Linked DNA regions of Zea mays: region 1 is linked to region 2. Evidence: chromatin contacts called from public Hi-C data. All regions are on one chromosome and are shown on one strand. Each heading gives the region's core, a stretch centred on a gene start, on an enhancer-like site or on the middle of the called end of the contact. The rest is flanking DNA. Distances are from core to core; before and after follow the strand shown. Region 1 holds the start of LOC100286235. Region 2 holds the start of LOC100282359 (ubiquitin-activating enzyme E1 domain-containing protein 1).

Evidence for each region. A called contact is a pair of places that touch in the nucleus more often than the background predicts.
Region 1: a contact with region 2 is called in a Hi-C map of leaf mesophyll, with 5 times the contacts expected there. The contact joins the promoter of LOC100286235 here to the promoter of LOC100282359 in region 2. A contact is called at or near these places in 4 of 25 Hi-C or Micro-C datasets (ear, leaf, leaf mesophyll and 1 more).

What each region holds. Positions count from the first base shown.
Region 1 is chr5:167,023,915-167,027,694 of Zm-B73-REFERENCE-NAM-5.0, forward strand. It overlaps LOC100286235, which reads left to right and starts at 1,773. Exons shown (of 1, transcript NM_001159123.2): 1 at 1,773-2,844. The coding sequence starts at 2,021. The coding sequence ends at 2,344.
Region 2 is chr5:166,893,809-166,897,996 of Zm-B73-REFERENCE-NAM-5.0, forward strand. It overlaps LOC100282359 (ubiquitin-activating enzyme E1 domain-containing protein 1), which reads left to right and starts at 1,283. Exons shown (of 14, transcript NM_001371854.1): 1 at 1,283-1,464; 2 at 1,569-1,634; 3 at 1,749-1,862; 4 at 2,326-2,454; 5 at 2,624-2,692; 6 at 3,093-3,239; 7 at 3,352-3,388; 8 at 3,926-4,008. The coding sequence starts at 1,378.

The DNA of each region.
Region 1 (3,780 bases), core at 523-3,022, 130 kb after region 2:
TTTTTATTTTAATAAAACATCGTGTTTCATTTTAAATAAAAGTCTGTAAAAATGTTGATGTGACGATGAAGTGGATGTAGGCTTATGGTAATAGTTATGCACTAGAGTGCTATGGTAGATAAGGATTGATAATGACCGATAACATGATTGGTAGTACGATCGATAGGTGACTTGATGGTTAATGGGAACCTGCCTTAGTGAATGCCGCGATGGACGACATAGTTGATGCCACGATAGATTAGGCGACGACAAGGTGAATGCCGCAACGAGCATAGTGGGGAGGCTAGGGTATAGAGAGAGCAAACATAAAAATAAATAGCATGAAAGGATGGAGCTAGGAAGAAATTTAGAAGGGTCTAAACTAATCAGCTACAACGATGTAATCTCACTAAACATGGATGATGAAAATCATAAATTATGTAATAAGAAATATATGATGCAATCTATCTATATCGAAAGACCGAGCCACGAATAGACACAAATTAAAGGTCAAATTACAACTATTATTCATCTGAGGAAGCAGTCTACACAAGTAGGTATAATTAATTAGTCAAATATTCATGGCCTTTAAATTAATAATTAAGAAGCAAAGAATATTAGTTTAGAAGGTAACATAGCATATCACTATGTTTCGGGGCAACAACATACAACATTTTTCCATGTCTTGAAACCGCCTTTTAATCTTTTCATTATCAATTTTTTAAGGGTGTGTTTGGTTTAGCTAGCTTTTTGAACTAGATTCACTACCAAAAATCTGAAATCTCAACCAAAAGAGTACAACAACATAATAGATTCCAGAAAATGTACAGATTTATCTATTTCAATTTAGAATCACCCGCTACCCTAAATTTTCCAGATTCTCGTAATCCATGTTATAAGCTATCATTCTCTTATAAAATTTATACTGGACAATTATTTCAAGTAAACAAATTTCAGTTTTTCTATAATCATCAGCTCACAACAGCCTTCTACACCTCACAGTTAGATAATTAGATTCATATTTTCAATAATCTATAGTTAAACCAAACATACCCTAAATATCTCCTTATTATAGCATACCATCAAGTTACCAATAGAGAGGGCTCAAACCCCACCCGCCCCTCCTAACCACCGTCTCTCATAGTGCACAGAGAGAGCAGAGACCGTTTGGCTATTACTATTAGGCTATCTCTTGCCGTTTTATCTATCTTATCTTCTATTTAAAATTTTAAATTTAAATTTATAAATAATACAATCAGCAGTATAAAATATGTAAATAGTATTTTGCACCACCACATGTCTGTTGGCCACATCCTTAATCAGATAGTTGCGTAGACCTGCAATCCCACGAAGAGCAAGAAACGTCACGCCGGAAACATTATCGTTAAGGGCTAGTTTGAGAAACCTATTTTTCAAAAATATTTTTATTTTTCTAAGAAAAAAATTTTATTTTCTCTTGGAAATATGAATCCTTTAAAAAAATAGAGTTTCCAAATTAGAAAAAAACAAATCCGTTTATCTATGGCATCTCGCACGTTGTAGCGCACATGCATGCACGGCGCAGCAGCAGCAATTGTCACCGCAGCGGCAGGACTCCCGACGCCAAGCGTGGAAGGCAAGGTAATAAGGCGGACACGCCTCCCCCGCCTCGCTACCCTCCAAATCCACCACCCAACCCGTGCGCAACAAACAGCCGGCACGCCACGCAGCCTCTCCTTCACAGGAACCACCGGAAAAAAAAATCCTATAAAACGACGCGCCCGTCTCCTCCCCCGCCGTCGTAGCTCCTTCTCCTACACAGAAAAGCCGTCGCCTACTCGCCTCCGGCCAAAAAACTGACTCCACACACGACCCAAATCTTTTCCTCTCCACAGGCGACTCCCAACGCAACAGCAGCTCGTCGAGCGAGTCGTCGCCGGCCGGCCGGTATATACGCAAGAAAGCCAAGAAAAACACTTCTGCCTCTTCCTCCATATCCAAGAACCAAAGGTAGCTAGCTAGCCGCGACTCGTTGGCTAGACGATTCAAGCAGCAGCGCAGGATGGTGGCGCCGGTGGTGATTGCGTCGGCCGGGCTGGGCATGCTGGCCGGCGTGGCGATGGCCAACCGGTCCCTCGGGAACGGGCTCCCGGCGGCCTCCAGGTGGGACGCGCGCCCGCGCTGCGCCACGTGCGGCGGCTCCGGCCGCGTGGAGTGCATCTGCAACCGCTGGTCCGACGGCGACTCCGGCTGCCGGACCTGCGCTGGGTCGGGGAGGATGCCCTGCCGCAGCTGCGGCGGCTCCGGCACGGGCCGACCGCTCCCTGCACGGCTCACCGTCCAGCACCAGAAGCCGCCGCCGCCGCCGCCGCCCGGCTACAACTGATCGATGGTGGATGATTAGGTATCCGTATCCGTGGATTATATACTTCTCGCGGGCGATTTGCGATGCGACCCATACAAGAAAGAAATCAGTTAAACTGCGATATGATGCGCTCTAGCTAGTTAATCATATATACATATATACACGTCCGATCCATTCGTGTGGATGACATCCATGTTGCATATGTACAAGTACATGTCTCTTCTTCAAGAGTCAAGACTAGCTGTAATTGAGCTGAGCATACTTGGTGTTGCTGTTGTTCAGTTAATTTGCAAAAACGCACAACACAAGAAAGAAGGAGAAAAAAAACAGAGTGGAAATGTTTTTTTTTTAAGATCTGGAGAACAACATGATTGAGAAGGGAGGGAAGGTGATTCTGAGCACAGTTTTGTTGGAAAGGCTGTAGTTAATTCTGGTGGATGTAATATATTATATGTATGTATATGCTTAGATTCGTTAATATATATGCATATATATGCACCCACATGAATATGATTTACAGAGATTATATTAATTTGTTGTGAGTGCATGCCCTTTTCCTGGATGCTATTTTTATTTCTTGTTAGTTCTTCAGATCTGTTCAGTTGGTGTGGCCGGATCGCCCTTTATCATATTGTTGTCCGTGGTTCTGATCTAATTCTAACTTTGTCCTGTTGTATCGCTCCTGTTGATTTGTGAGCATCGTCGTGCTTTCCAGATGCATGTTTTTGTTGTTGTTGTTGAATAATATGACCTTGGCAGCTCTTGTTCTTCGCGTGATTAATTAATTCCTTTGTGTCCGGACACCTTATAAATCTTTCTATATATGTGTATTTAGCCCGATTATTGGTTCCAATCTGGTATGTGTGTATATATATTAGCTCATTATGTGTACTAGCCCCTTCTAATTACAAGCTGATGCATGTAATAAGCTAAGTAAGGTTAGCAGAACCATATGTATATTATTCTAAATCAAATACGTGGTCTTCAGGTAAGATCAAAAATCGTAGAATCATAATTAACCATCAGAATCATAAAGATATGTTTCTTCGTCCTAAACCATAAGTTTTAAAACATTTCAACTGTCCAAAAAAACTAGATATGTAAATCAAATACTTATTTGATATCATAAATGCTATTATTTTATATATTATATAAATTTGATCGAAGTTAGGTTACTTCGACTGTCCAAAAAAACTAGAATTGCTTAAAATTTGGCACGGAAAAAGTAGATCCTGCTAGCCACGAATCATTTTAGAACCGGCCTAGTTAATATAGATCTATTGCCATCTTTTCAAAAGGAGTATGTATCATAAGGCCGAACAATAAAAAATTGAGATACTGGTAACCATGCTCATCATAAGGTCCTATTTTAATTCCAGCCATGCATGTCTTTTTAGACATTGAGCGATTCATGTGTGAACAGAAAAGATGAGCAGCTTCAAATAGATGATGGGTTA
Region 2 (4,188 bases), core at 33-2,532:
TTTGGGATTATTTTACTATTACTTTTCTTTATTATTATTAAGGTTTGGTATTTACTTACACTTAGTAATTGCTAATAAAATTTTGACCAACTTATAAAAGCAATGCTCAGCCTCAGCCTTTATTCCATTGATCAGCCTTACACTTCATGAACTCCCACCTTTGGTGAGTTCATGCCACATTATTCCCCACAACTTGTGGAGCGATGAACGTATGTGAGCTCACTCTTGCTGTCTCACACCCCCCCCACAGGAGAAGAACAGGTGGTCGAAGAGGAGCCGCCTAACACTGAGGAGTTTGATCTGATCTAGGTGGCGTTTCTCAGTCGACATTGGCGCCGACGATCCTTAGTTCATTTTATACTTATTGTTTTCTTTTATTTTGTAAGACTTCCGCTATGTAATAAGTACTCTGATTATTGTGACATTTATCTCTATACACTCTGTTATTATATATGTTGTCTTCTTTGGCGCATGTATGAGATGCACCCGGCTTTGTCCCTTAAAGCCGGGTGTTACAATTTGCTAATGACTTATGAGGATCTGTCAAAGCCTAAGTAGTCTTTTCATCTTTAAGTCGGTTCCCCTTTCTGCCACTATGCCGAAGCTCCCCTGCGCATAGCTTCGGCTATGCACCATCCCTCGTACGGCTTGGTGATCAGCCCGTCCTTCATCTCAATCCTCCTTCGTCTAGCTTAAGCTTCGTCCTGATCGTACTTCATGTTCATAATCTGGGTCCGAAGATATCTGTTCATACATTTCACTTGAAAGATATTGTCAAATCATGTTTTTGAGGACCTTCGGAGAACGAAGGCCCCCAACAGCACATTTCCCTAAAACGACTAGTTTTTATTTTCATATTCAAAAAATGGTTTTTAGGTTTATCGACCAGTTTTCGATGTTTCCAGGGCGATTTTCGGTGTTTCTCGGTGGTTTTCGGTTTTTTCGGTAAAATTCAGTGTACATGTTTTTAAATTTAAAATGCAAATTTTAGGACGATGAAATTTATTATTTTAAAAAAATGTTAATTGGCTTTTAAAAAAATTAAAATTAATTATGAGATATATAAGAATACTTAGAAAAATATTTTGTTTTTATCTTATACTTTTTATTTCTGATTTTATATTTTCCCAAAAATTTTAAATTTTAAACGAAATGTTTAAAAAAATCGGCCAGAAATGGAGCCAGAGCTCCACGAGCTACCAAACGGGACCTGCCACGTCATGTGGAACGCGTCATAGGTGTGAGTGTGTGACACTGACACCTGAGACCAGCTCTCCTGCTTCGCGGCTGTCTCTTTCATCGGCCACCCACGGCGGCGGAGCATAGCACTGATAGCAGTAAGCAAGCAGCGGAGACGCCGGAGAGCGGTGAAGAAGCATGGAGATGGAGCAGCTCTGCTCGCTGCTCCGCGACCTCGACGCGCTCAAGCAGCATCCCGACGACCTCACTTCCACCATCGATCGGGTATCCCTCCCATCCGGGTGCACCATGGATCTCGGCAGTTTTATAGCAATCTCCTCTTCTTCCGTGCCTTTCCAAATCTTGATCCCGGCTCATCTGATTGCTAGATGCGGGAGCGGCTAGTGGCGATGATGAATCCGGCAGCCGGTGCCGCTTCTCGATCCAAGATTAAGGTACGATCTGATGCTGATTTCCGCGTTTCAGGCGCTCTGCCCTGTGCAGATTGAGTGCCATAATTTTGAACAAATCGGGAATTTTACTCTGTTTGCGCGAAATTTGGGATGCAGGACATGAGTGCAGAAGTGGTGGACAACAATCCCTACAGCAGACTTATGGCGTTGCAACGGATGGGCGTAGTGGAGAATTATGAGCGCATCAGGGACTACTCCGTTGCCATCGTTGTAAGCATCCTACTCACCTGGTTTAACACTGATACTCTTCAAACTTAGTTACATCAGTATGGAATTTCGATTTTCGAAATTGGCATTTACTTCCATCCTTGAGTAGAGGAAGCCTCTCCATGGTACTAGTATGCACTGGAAATGTCATTGAGATATCACGAGGCTCAAGGGTCTCTTCGGACCATGCGAACTAGAGTATCTTTATCTGTATTGAGATCGATCTAGGTATACCATGTACTATGTGGTTAATATGGAAAATATAGTTATAATGCCCGTTTAGAACAACCAGCTATCGAGCTATTGTTATTTTTGCATGTTGATGTATTTAAGACAACAATTCAAAGTTGGGAAACAGCAGAATTCGTAGCTTCATCACATCATACATGAAAAGATAATTTAACACACATAGATGGGGGAATTCAACTCAGAGCAAACCTTTGATTCATTGTCATTCTCTTTACAGGGCATAGGTGGCGTTGGTAGTGTTGCTGCGGAGATGCTCACTAGATGTGGAATTGGACGACTGTTGTTGTATGATTACGACACGGTCGAGTTGGCTAACATGAATAGGTTGTTCTTTCGCCCAGAACAGGTAAACTACGAGGACAGTATGTTATGTGTTTGCCTTACCTTTTGTGGTTGTTTGTTTTACACCAAGACGTTTTTCATGTTGAAGTACTTAAGTTCAGTGTTCTGCAAGATTGCAAGAACATAATTCAAACCAGACCATGACTATATTCAGTCCATTTATACTTTGTTAGGTTGGAATGACCAAAACAGATGCCGCTGTACAGACACTTTCTGGAATAAATCCTGATGTTGTGTTGGAGGTGAGCAACTATGGCCAGTATCAATATTATCTGTTAGCCTTTTTTCCTACATCAGTAAACCAAATCATTTCATTAGATTCTGAGCATCATTAGTTTTTGGTAGAGGTGACGGATCTAGGGTGTGCAATTTTTGTTGAACTAACTATTCTTAATGTTTTCTACTTTCCATTACTTATTCATCTTGCACTGTATATGTATAGAACTAGAAGTTTTTGTTGTACTGTTTCCTCTTTACTATCTTTATTACGTACTCCAACTTGGTACATTGCCTTATGACAAGCAAAATAGCAGACATGATTTCTTTTCTTAGGCCGTATTGGATGGAGTAGCAATACCATTGTATTCCTTGATTCCTTCTACTTATAAGAAAACAGATCCTAACTTCTCTTTTCTACTATAGAGCTACTCATTGAATATTACTACAGTCAAAGGTTTCGAAACATTTTTGGCAAGTTTAAAAGCACAAAGTTCTCATGAGCGTAGCACTGGAGTTAATCTTGTCTTGAGTTGCGTCGATAACTATGAAGCTCGTATGGTTGTAAATCAGGTGATTTGTGCACTCAACTAAATTATTTGGTCCCTCCATGTGCCTTAGTCATGTATTATGCGCAGTTCATTGGTAGGAATTTTCTTATTTGTTATTTTTATCTGCTTTCCAGGCATGCAATGAGCTTGGTCAGACGTGGATGGAGTCTGGTAAGTTGTAAATCACATTTATTGACACAAAATTTTCCAGAAACCGCATTCCTATTAATGAACAATTAACAATATGCTTTTTTCCTACTTTTCTTGCGCAATGCTGCTATTGTATCTCATTGTATACCCTAATCACACCTCAAATGTGCCAAACCAGCATCACTTGTATAGTGTTTTCTCCTTGTTTTATGTCACTAGTCATCAGTATCCTTCAGCCATGATACTTGGTCATCAGTTTAACCTTGTGCATTGCTAATTTTTTCAAGGCACACAAGGGAAACTGATTTCTGTCAGGATTCTATTTTACTGTGTTACTGTTTATTTTTTTTTTGGTAAGGATGTTTGACATAGTTATACAGTTTAGATCAGTGCTTCACATAATTTGTTTGGAAATCAGCATATAATTGTAATCCACATAAATATATACACAAGTTTAAACTTTGAAGCTTACAGGACTACAGATTTACAGCCCATTCTTTATTAAACTCAGTGTTAGTGACGGTACAATGCTGAGATAACTTCTATGAGTATGTACAGGTGTCTCAGAAGATGCTGTTTCTGGTCATATACAACTGCTGGTTCCTGGTGAAACTGCATGTTTTGCATGTGCTCCTCCATTGGTATGTTCTTTTGATCTTATATTTACTATTGTTTAATGTTGTCAGTGTGCTTTTGTGAATTTGGTAATTTTAGATTGTGGATGTGTGTTTCTTATTGTGATCTCTACCAATTCCAGTGCTGAAATTTCAATGGTTATTCTGGCTTATGAACTTCCATAATATTTCATTTTTATTTCTGTA